2 separate regions of the Zea mays genome follow, and region 1 is linked to region 2. A link is a contact called in public Hi-C data. All regions are on one chromosome and are shown on one strand. The core of a region is the stretch at or near the end of the contact, and the rest is flanking DNA. Distances in the headings are between cores, read along the strand shown. Region 1 holds the start of LOC100285737 (thiamin pyrophosphokinase 1). Region 2 holds the start of LOC103650168 (auxilin-related protein 1).

Region 1 (5,984 bases), core at 1,651-4,150, 180 kb after region 2:
GGAAGACTAGTAGTTGCACACCTCTAAGGATGGGCAGAACTTGCGCTTTTCAGGATGTGAAGTTGGTCTTGTTGATCTTTACAGCAATGGTTTGCCCTAGGAGAGACGTTAGTACAACAAAGCCGGATGACGCTATGGGGTCTTGTTGCTGGTGAGGTTGATGTTGACTTCTCTTGGTCAGGACGCCGACTAACAGATGAAGTAGGTGGCCCTGATACTACGAAAGAAACACAACATCAGGATATTAAAATGCTTCCCTTGACCTCTAGGTTCGATGGGGTTGTATATTTATACAGACAAGAGCCGCCTATTACAAGAGAAATTCTACTTAGTTACAACATTCTAACTCACTCCGACTCTAAATGAACTCGACGCATATAGTCCTATTCTATTTTATCTCTAACATATAATTAGAGTCGATTTCTAATCTAGCCCAAGAGGATCGTAGACAACTACGGTCGTAGCCTACGTATAACATATTGTAACAAGTAGGACGTATGTGTATTCGACATCAAAAATGTATTGATGTTTCATTGCCAATAATGCTTCTACACTTAGCGTATAGATTGGCTTCGAGCAAGAGCAAGAGTCCTCACATATATCCTTCTTTTCATCTATTTTGCAACAACTGCCACACAGGTCGCCTCCCTACCACATATTCCGCCATTCTAAATCACTGGGACAAGGGAACCTATGATATCCTTCTTTTTCTAATTAAATGTTGAATGAGATATAGAAATAACTTAACCTGCCACACAATATTGGCCCATAGCTTAAGCGAACCCAATCAAACTCAACTGTTTAAGAAACAAAATCCAATCCAACAATCACAACTCATCGTCAAACCCATAAGATACTAAGCCATGCTATCTATCTTTGCATAAGGCACAACTATCTAGTGAAGAAAACTATTTTGGAGTAAAATGACAATCATTAGTTTTTTTAAGATCAATAAAAATGGTGGTATGGCAGTTCCTATTAGAATATGATCTTAAGAATGTTGAAAACTTAATAAGCACTTTAGTATAAAATAATGGAGAAAAAAACTTCACTTATTTCTGGTGCTTTTTTTGTCTTCATCATTGGTTATCTGATACATCTCATCAAAAATATGATTAGCTCCTCCATCAGCGCAGATCCTCAAGTTTGCTGTTCTACATCAAAATGCAAATGTGTTTTAATGATACTTTCCTACAAAAATATAGGAAAGACAGATGAGCTATGTCTAGTTACCATGATCCCAGAGTCGAGGCATGAATCGTGGAAGATGCTGGTTTAGAACAACTAAAGCATAGTTCTTGACTGGTTTGTTGACAGGTTGATACAGTTTCGGAAGAAGGAAACTCGAAGAATGCATTATTACATCCATACTGCGTACTGCGCGCCACAACATCTTGACCTTTGAAGGGGTACCTCAATCAAGGACAAATCTAACACTTTATGCTGCCAATACCTATATACGAAAGACAACTATTATTGATGCCAATGCCATTATATGACAATCATTTTTTTCTTCTGTGCGGTACTGCTCAAAAGGGTCTTCTTTTATGTTCCCTAAAAGGTCTGTCTTGAGATGTGGGACTCTAGGTATTAATAGTTTTTTAGTCAAGTATCCAACAAAACTGCACTACACAATTTGATTGATTCTCAGGCAACAATAACCACATATTTTAAGCACTAACATTTAGTTACATATCGATATTTCTTTCCATTATCTAAGAAAAAGAAGAAGAATACACCTATGCCCCCAGTTAAGATTCAATTACTACATGATTTTTCAGTGTAACAGAATGGAAGAGAGGATGGATTCTTGTAGCGCTTACTTTTTTTTGAACGTAACAGCAGAAGCTCTGCCTTTCAATTAAGAAGTATAGAATTGACCTAGTTTTAAGGAAAACCGAGCCCAAAAACTTATACAGAATGCACAAACAGCTCAGACAACGAAGCCCCCCCCCCCACAACCCATCCAGAGTTATCGATGTTGAGCTCGACCCAAGGGACAAGCAGCTCCAACTCCGCAAGACGTGCCATACATGGCCTAAGAAAACACGACGACGCCCCACGCACAGTGCTTACTCATCTTGAGCATTATTCTTTTGTTTATTCCATCATGTAAAACATATGAGGTTATGTTTGCTTGCACCAAGACCTATGTTCCAATGGCATTCACATAAATAGTTTAGTAATACAAGCTGACTATCCTGACATATGCCATGATTACTCCATTTGCTTTCGTAGTAGCAAATTCAGACTCTGGAGAACCCAAATGCAGAAACGGCATCTACATCAGAACTAACCATACTATTTTATAGTCATTGATTATATGCCAAAATCTCCTCAAAAGGAGAACTTCCCAGCCTATTGATGTGGGGAATATCTTTTAGAACACAAGACAAAGAATAACCTGAAATTCTGCACCTCCCCTCCCAAAGTCGACACCATATGCCTGGAACTACGCAATCCCGGTGAGATCGATTTGACTAAGCAGCCGTAACCCTGGAAGGCACTAAAATCGATTGGCAAGGACTGGAGTCACGCTTCGGAACCCAGAACCGAGAGAAACACAAGGGGCAACAGAACCAACTCCGAGAAGGAAAAGAATGGAGAGAGCTCACGTGCGACATCACAGGCTACCGCAAACGGCGCAGGAAACACTGAGGCGCAAGCAGATCTCACCTGAGGACTGACGTTACGCGCCGAAGAGGGAGGTTGAGGGCTTGAGGCTCAGAGGTGGCCAAGCCGCCGCTGTACAGGCAGAGACGGAGGAAGAATAAAAACGGCAAAGGTCTTCGCTGTCGGTATGACGGTGTGTCCCTTTCAGAATTCTGAAGTTGGTTGTAGCCGCTCGATGTGCTGCGACGGACATGGACTGTTCTCACGAGCGCCGTCAAACGGGACCACGCCAAAACATTCCAACGGTAACGGGTATACCTTGTATTCGACTATTATGTAAACAACCATTATGTACAAGAGTACAAACATGTCTTTTGAGTTTTGACTTGTCATATCTAAATTTAACCGTATACAATATTTAGCATTTAAATCCTCCCAACACCATCTCGTGTAGTTTTATAAAAAGGCCACTAACAAACCACGATTACACATACTGTTGGATCTAGATCCAACGAACCAAAGAGAGCTGCTTACACGTTTGCACCTAATGACTGCTTATATATTAGTCGTTGCCTATACAAGGTAATCTTTGATGACAGTTTCCTTCCCAGGACATCCGACAATACTAATAAAGACAGATTGTCCATAAAAACTACTCCTTAAATTCTAATTTATAATTGGTTTAAATTTTTTTCTCTAAATTTGACTGACTCGTCTTATTCAGAAAATTCATAATGATTATAAATTTTACTGCAGTATTGTTTAGCATTTAAAATATTTTAGTTTTGAAATTCAATTTTTTTAGTTTTTTCACGAAAATTTTATATAAGACGAGTCGGTCAAACTTAGCCAAAAGACAAACAAATTATAAAATTGAGACAGAGGGAATCTATATATATATAAGTATATTGGGAGCCCTTGACTTTTGAGAGGTATAGAAAGCCCATGCAGACGCCTGGGTCGTGTTCGGACCAGACACCGAGTCGACCACGCCACCACGCAACCATGCTCCGAGCATCAATCCAACCACAAATGTCCACATGTGCATGTAAAAATGTGTAACAGCTGCCTCCCACTGGTTGAGAGCACCTAGAGGGGGTGAATAGGTGATCCTGTAAAATCAAACACTAAATAGCCACAAACTTGATTATATAAAAGTTAGTGCGAGTTAATCAAGTTGCTATGAAGCGATCTCTTGCGAACAAAACAATCACAGAAGAGCAACACAAGAGACACGTGATTTTTATTCCGTGGTTCGGCCAAGTAACACTTGCCTACTTCCACGTTGTGGCGTCCCAATTGGACGAGGGTTGCACTCAACCCCTTTCAAGTGATCCAATGATCAACTTGAATACCACGGTCTTTTCTCTTTTGAGTATTCTTCCCGTTTGCGAGGGATCTCCACAAGTTGGAGCCTCTCGCCCTTACAATATAGATCACAAAGAAAGCACAAGAGTAAGGATGGGAGAGCAACACACGCAAGACTCAAATCCGCAGCACACCCATGCACACAAGCCAAGACTTGAGCTCGAAACATAGCACGGAGAGTTTGCAACTCAAACGGAGCTCAAATCACTAACACAATCGATCAAATGCGTGGAGGCGGAGTCTGGGAGTCTTAGAATGCTTAGAGAAGGCTTGGTTTTCTGCTCCATGCGACTAGGTGTCCCTTTTATAGCCCTAAGGCAGCTAGGAGCCGTTAGATATCAACTTGGAAGGCATTTCTTGCCTTTTGACGAGTTGTGCACCGGACAGTCCGGTGCACCACCGGACAGCCACTGTAGCGATCCGGCGCGCGATCTCCTTTCATTTCGGGCGCAGCCGACCGTTGGTCATCGGGATCGGTTGGCGCACCGGATAGTCCGGTGTACCCAACCGACCATTGACGCGGGCCACGTGTCGCGCGCTGATCGCACGACCGACCATTGGCTGCTGGCGCCGTTGACTCACTGGACAGTCCGGTGCATCACCGGACAGTCCGGTGAATTATAACCACATCGCCTTTCTCTTTTCCCGAGAGCAGTCGGTTAATCGTTGACCAGCCTGGGGCACCGGACACTGTCCGGTGCACCACCGAACAGTCTGGTGTGCCAGGCCCGAGCTGGTGTTGGCTGTACTTTGCCAACTCTTCTCCAATTCAAATATTCTTTTCTTGGCACTGTTTCTAGCACTTAGATAGCCATGTTAGTATTCAAAAAACAATTCACTAAGTCTAGAAACATACCTTGTTCTTGATTTCACACTTCTCACTCATTTGGCACATAAGAACTTACTCAATATGTGTTGGACATCCAATCACCAAAATACTTATAGAAATGGTCCAAGGGCACATTTCCCTTTCAATCTCCCCCTTTTTGGTGATTTATGCCAACACATCAAAAAAGCCATAAAAGTGCAACATCAATGCAAATGAAGACCAAATTCTTTTTACTTAAGATTTGGCATATTTGGATCACTCTTTGCCACCACTTGGTTTATTTTTGCAAATCAAATTCTTTTTCCTATCTCTAAGTCAAACACACTTGTTTGGGCAAATCAAGAGATATATATTCCAAGAGTAAAATTGATCAAGTGCCAAAAACTCCACCTTTTTCCCATAATCAAAATTCACCCCCATAAGAGACCAAATTTTGCAATAAGAGTCATTTGTGCAAAATACAAATTCTAACTCTACTATTTTTGAAATTCACAAGTGTTTGGCTGATCCAGTTGCTTTGGCCCTTAATTTCTCCCCCTTTGGCATGAAGCACCAAAACAGGATCATTTTTTGCCCTTTAACCCCATTGCCTCACCAAAATATCAAATAAGAGCATAAAGGCAATGAGAGCACAAGTATAAACTTGGAATTAAATACACTACTACCGGAGTGCAGTGGAAGTCTTGTCGTCATCCAAGTTCATTTTCCCTTTCAATAAATCTTTAGACTACATCAAGTGTACTCAAGCAAACAAGTTAGTCTCAAGGAGGTCAAGTTGTAGCACATCTCCCCCTAAATATGTGCATCATTTGCATATGGACTTGTGAGGTCCGGGGATGACTTGTACAACTTGAGCACCATAAATAGACAGCAAATAGTGTAAATGCTCAAAGTAACATGATCAAAGGCATAGACTGCATGTATACTATAGATCAATCCAAGTTACGCGAATCTAAAACATTTAGCTCACTACGCAACCTGCAAAAACCTTTTCTCATCTAAAGGCTTGGTGAAGATATCGGCTAGCTGGTTCACGGTGCTAATGTGATACACATCGATATCTCCCTTTTGCTGGTGGTCTCTCAGGAAGTGATGCCGGATGTCTATGTGCTTAGTGCGGCTGTGTTCAATAGGATTATCCGCCAAGCGGATTGCACTCTCATTGTTATATAGG
Region 2 (5,732 bases), core at 2,749-5,248:
ACCTATTTCTTATGGCCAGCCATAGGAAGGTTTTACATTTGGGGGTGGGCAAGATTTCCATAACCGCTTCCATGGCTCAAAGGTGATGGAACTAGAAAATAAAACATTGTAACAAGATTTAGAAGTGAAATGTCCAGATGACTCATGCCTCCAAACATGTTGATCAGTTTCTGGAGACAAAACAACCTCACTAATAGAGTCCCAAAGGAGAAGGTATTGTTGCATTCCATCTAGAGTGAGAGGTAACTTGATAGCTCTGATCCACTGACCATTTATAAGGGGTTGGGCCACAGTTCTAGTGGAGGTTAACTTTTTGTCCACCTTTGAGAATACCATTGGAGCTAAATCTTTGATGGAATTCCCGCTCAACCACCTATCAATCCAAAAGAGAGTATCATTACCGTTTCCCACATGGGAGATCACTGAAACCAATGCCTTGACTTGTGGCTGAACAGGGATATCAAGACCAATCCAGGACCTGGTAGGGTCAGTTTTCTGTAGCCACAACCACCTGGCTTGCAGCGCCCAGCTTCTGTAAAGCAGATTTGGGAGGCCAAGACCACCAAGATGCAGCAGCCTAGTAACCTTCTCCCAAGCCACAAGGCAGCAACCACCATTTATCTCCTTTCTACCCTTCCAGAGGAAAGCCCGTCTAATTTTATCAATAGCTTTGATCACCCACTTGGGAACGCTCATAGCAATGAGGAGATAGACTGGAATGGCTGAGAGGACGAAACGAACCAAGGTTGTTCTCCCAGCGAGATTAAGAAGGGATGCCTTCCAGTTAGGCAACCTTGCAGCAATCTTATCAACCCAAACAATGAGGTCACTTGTTCGCAGTTTCTTGTTGGAGATCGGCAAGCCCAAATAAGTGCATGGGAAGGCAGCAGGCACACACTGCAGGGTGCTGCAGCATTCATGCACAACAGGCGCAGCACAACAGATAGGGGTTGCACAACTTTTATTCATGTTGGCAAACAGCCCAGATGCCTCTCCAAAGCAGTCAAGGATCAACTTGGTACAAACCAGATCATCATCCAGAGGCTTGACAAAGAGAACTACATCATCTGCGTACATGGAGAGCCTGGACCTAACATTTGCAGCCCTCAAGCTATGCAACATCCCTCTAGATTCCGCATGCCTGAATAAGCTGCCAAGCACGTCCATCACAATGATAAAAAGCATAGGGGACAAAGGATCCCCCTGACGCAAAGTTCGCCGATGCCAAATATGATCATCTAGGACCCCATTGAGAAGAACTTGCGTAGAGGAAGAGGCCAATAGGTTGGAGGTTAAGTTGCACCATTTCAGACCAAAGCCAAGATGGGACAACACCTCCAAGAGAAAAGCCCAAGAGACTGAATCGAAAGCTTTTGTAATGTCAAGCTTTAAAAACAAGCTAGAGACCTTCCGCCGATGAAGGGACTTGATCGAGTGCTGAACAAACATATAGTTATCGTGGATAGACCTTCCCCTCACAAAAGCACTTTGATTTGCAGCCACTAACCTTGGCAGGAGAGGAGCCAACCGGTTAACCATAACCTTGGTCACCAATTTGGCAAAACTATGAATGAGACTTATGGGTCTAAAATCAGCCGTTGTTGTGGCATCAGTCTTCTTGGGGATGAGGGTAAGATAAGCTGAGTTCAACAGCCACAGCCCCCGAGAATTACCTTGATGGAGGCAATGATAGCCGCAAGCAGATCGTCCTTAATGATATGCCAGCATGACTTATAGAATCTCCCGGTAAAACCATCCGGACCCAGAGCTCTATCTGAAGGTAGGCAGAAAACTGCAGACCGGACCTCATCCTCTGAGATGGGGAGGTCCAATACACCTAGATCGCCCATGTCCCTGTGGCAAGATCCCAAGTTTAGTGTGAATTCTCTATGTTTAGCCACCCCCAACAGGTTGGTATAGAAATCATTCAAAGCTTCATGCTTCTGCTCATGAGAGGTGACCACCCGATCTCCGACTGTCAAACTAGAGATGAAGTTTCTTTTCTTGCGGTAGCAAGCCTGCAAGTGGAAAAAAGAAGTGTTTGCATCCCCCTCCTTCAGATATCTAACAAGGGATCTGAGACGAGCCACTGTCCTATCTAATGAAGCGAGGGCCAAACAATGTTGCTTAAGCCTCCTCATGAGCCATAGTTCCTCAGAAGACAGCAGCCTGCTATCCTGAGCCATTTCGAGTCTGTGAAGGATTTCCTTTGCTAAAGCCAATTGGGATTTCACATTGCCTGCATTCTTGTGCCCCCAGGACTGCAAGGACCTGGCCAATCTTCGAAGCTTCAAGGATACACGCTTTAGAGGGCAGGAGGTCTGAACTGGCTGCACCCAAGAATCAGCCACCACATCTAAGAAATCAGCAATCTTAGTCCAGAAACTTTCAAAGTGAAATCTGCGCTTTCCCTCACTAAATTGCACATGCAACTTCTTCAAATAAAGTATGATCCATAAGGCACAAACATTTGAAGGTCTTACATTGTCATAGATAAATCATCTTTGATGGTGAACAAAGCAACCAACCCACCAATATGGGATTTAACAATGGATATAATGGAAGAAATATGGCATGTTAGTTCAGAGTTTCAAGTGATTAGCCTAGATTGAATCCATCATAGGAACTACAACAACAATGCTCGCTACTGCAAAAGGAAGAGTGGCATGCAAAAGGCAAAACTCATAATGTTCCCAAAAGTTTTGAAAATATGTAAGATACCTAGAAAATTATAGTAGAAAACGATAGATATCAAGTCAATTTCAAGAGAAAAATGCACTGATGAACTGAGACTCTATCCAAGACAATATATCAGCAAACAAACCCTCAAACCAGCAGACAAATTCAGCGCAGAATCTCTCTAGCTGTCTCCAAAATTGGTGCTATTAAATAGCCATCATTTCTTTACAGTCATGTGCGCGCAGAGGAACAGGGTTTTGGGGGGTGCTAGGGGAGCACCGGACCAGTGGTTCAACTATAAGTTTTCATGTTTTCTCTTGCAGTTATCCATTTAAAATCATTCATCCTTGTCACTATGACGGTTTGATTTACTTTCCCCATTCTTTCCTGCTGTTTGAAATTATCCTTCTACCACATTGCATCAAAAGACCCGGAATCCAAGTATCAAAAGTAATAAAAAAATGGGCAGGGCTTCATTTCCAGAATCTATGAAGCATAATTTGTTAAATTGTAAGATATAACACCGCTAAAATCTTGTCAATCCAACCTCATCTTCTAAATAATAAATCAAGTATGCAACAAATATAAATAGTTCAATTGCATTTTGAATTAGAGGACTCTCAGACCTTGCCGAAGAGGGATAGCTCGTGCCTCCACTGCAGTCAGGGATCACATCATCATCAAACGCCACTGTCTCAGGCTCCATTTGCGGCGCTGGCTTCATGCTTCCATCGAATCCAGGGATCAACTCGTCGTCGAACCCCACTGGTTGACGGTCCCGCTCCACCTCCCTGGCCGGCTTCTCCATGGGAAAATTGGTGCTCCCAGCCAACCCAGGGAACAAATCTTCATCAAAACCCACCACCTCCAACTCCGTCCTCTCCGGCTTTGCCGCACTCCGGACGCCACCGTGCAAGTCTTCCTCTTCCCCTCCACCACCGCCTCCAAACAAGGGGATCGCGTCGAATGGATCGGCCGTGTAAGGATCGTCGTCGAAGACTGGCTTGTCGAACACGGGCGGCGGCGTCGACGGCGAGGAAGAAGCCTTAGGCGCGGGCTCGGGGGCCTCGGCCGCGCGATTGAAGTAGGACTCGAACATATCGTCGTAGAAAGAGGCCGACGGGGGCTTGGAGGGACCGAGGTCATTGAAAGGGACAGAGTCATCCATGGCCGGGTCAAGCACGCATCCGGCAGCGACCGAATGGATGCGCCGGAGTCGGGAGGGGTGAGGTGATCTCTACCCCTACGCGGGGTTTGTGTGCTGTGCAGCCTGTGAATTGTGATGACGGCTTCAAGGGAAGAAGTCGTGTGCACTTGGCCTGTTGGGGCGAGCCGGCGGGGTGATCAGTTTTTTTTTGCAATTTAGCTTTTTTTTGGTTTTTTCGGTTTTTTCTTACAAATATGTCTTTTTAAGTTTTATTTCAAAAATTGGACCTTACATAGACGTCAATATTATTAACGCCGAGCCAACACAGATCGGCGTCAATACTATTGCCGCCTAGGTCTCCGACGTGGTGGTGGGGGTGTCGTGGCGCCCACGTGACGGGGGTAGGCGTTATAGATCTTGGCGCCAGCAGTGGATAGCGGATGACTACGTCGACATTGATTCTTCCGACGACGAAGGCACGGCGTACGACCAGTCCACTAGACTCGGAACCCGGGTGGAGGCGGCACCAATCTTAGATCGAGTGGTACGTTTTAAAACTTTTTTACTCAATTTTAAAACTTGACATGTATCGAGTGTATGTTTGATATGAATTGTGTTGTACAGGGTAACACATTGAGACGCTCGATATAGGATTGATCGCCAGCTTTTGACTGTGGGCGACAATAGCATGCGTAGTGTCACACCCGGTTTTAGAAGGTAAACCGTATACGAACCATGTACGTGCCAGGATCAGAACTCACGTACACGGCGATTACATAATTGGACATCATCACACAATGCTTGAATTAAATAGCGAAAAGGTACTTAGTTACATCAAGATGTCTGAGACATCCACAAAGTCTATTATATAACCATAGTGTTTAACATTAACATCAAAGTGTGGAGTAACGAAACGTAGAAGATAAGCCTACACATGCATCTGACTGGGGGTTTGCCACTAAAGTAAACTAGAACTCGTCGTAGTCCTGGAACTCCTTAAAATCCTCCATGTTACTAGCTTTACCTCCTGAGCACTGAGAACAGTGGGGACAACCTGGGGTGGGGTGTTTTGTAAAGCAAGGGTGAGTACACATCAACGTACTCAGCAAATGTCCTGTTTGGCTAAAGTGGACTAGCTGTATGTGGGGTTAAAGTTAAGCAGTTGCTTTTAGTTGGTCAGGTTTTATTACTATAAGTAGAGCCAAGTTTTAGTAATAACCCAGTTATTACCCAGGAGTACTCTCTCCAGTAGGAAATACCAGAGATCAAAATTATAACCATCATTGCTAATCATCATCACAAAAGTAACAAAAGTTCTTCTAATCGAAGAGGATCTCAAGGCTGCTCTTAACCGTGAGCACGGCTGATATACCAGTTTCTAACACTCTGCAAAGGTCGCACACTTTACCCACAAGCTGTGATTCCCATTCTGCCTGGGGTTCTAGCCTCCCCATTGATCACTACCAAGGTGACCCAGCAGGTTCTCACTACGTAGTCTTTACAAAGATTTCCCAGAGGTCATAGCCACCCGTTAGGTTTCTCCAGTTTGATAAACACAGTACATCTCCCCAGAGGAAGGGTGACTAACAAAACCAAATCAAAGAACCTCTGCAACCAGCCTCGGCAGAGCAAGTACTGTGCCTGGACCCCATTGAAGGCCCTACGGCGAAGCCAACTACTCCTCTGGTTCCTCTAATTAATCAGCTAAGGGCGTCTCATTCCACCCTCGTGATTGCACTATTATCCCAGGTTGTCACTCCCCAAACAGGTCCTTGCGGAGAGGCACTCAGGAAATAACCTAAGCCCCCTAAAGTAATCATAAGAACCTCATCGGGATAACATCATCGTATCATAAAAGATCACATCATGTTCATTGATTAAGTTAAAGCAATAGCATAAGCTAACC

What was found. Hi-C and Micro-C count contacts between places; a contact is called where the count stands out from the background.
Region 1: a contact with region 2 is called in a Hi-C map of leaf, with 5 times the contacts expected there. The contact joins the promoter of LOC100285737 here to the promoter of LOC103650168 in region 2. A contact is called at or near these places in 4 of 25 Hi-C or Micro-C datasets (ear, leaf and tassel).

The regions. Positions count from the first base shown.
Region 1 is chr3:66,961,727-66,967,710 of Zm-B73-REFERENCE-NAM-5.0, forward strand. It overlaps LOC100285737 (thiamin pyrophosphokinase 1), which reads right to left and starts at 2,901. Exons shown (of 7, transcript NM_001158628.1): 1 at 2,677-2,901; 2 at 1,234-1,453; 3 at 1,053-1,149. The coding sequence starts at 1,393.
Region 2 is chr3:66,783,937-66,789,668 of Zm-B73-REFERENCE-NAM-5.0, forward strand. LOC103650168 (auxilin-related protein 1) reads right to left here and starts at 3,999. Exons shown (of 9, transcript XR_004857154.1): 1 at 3,306-3,999.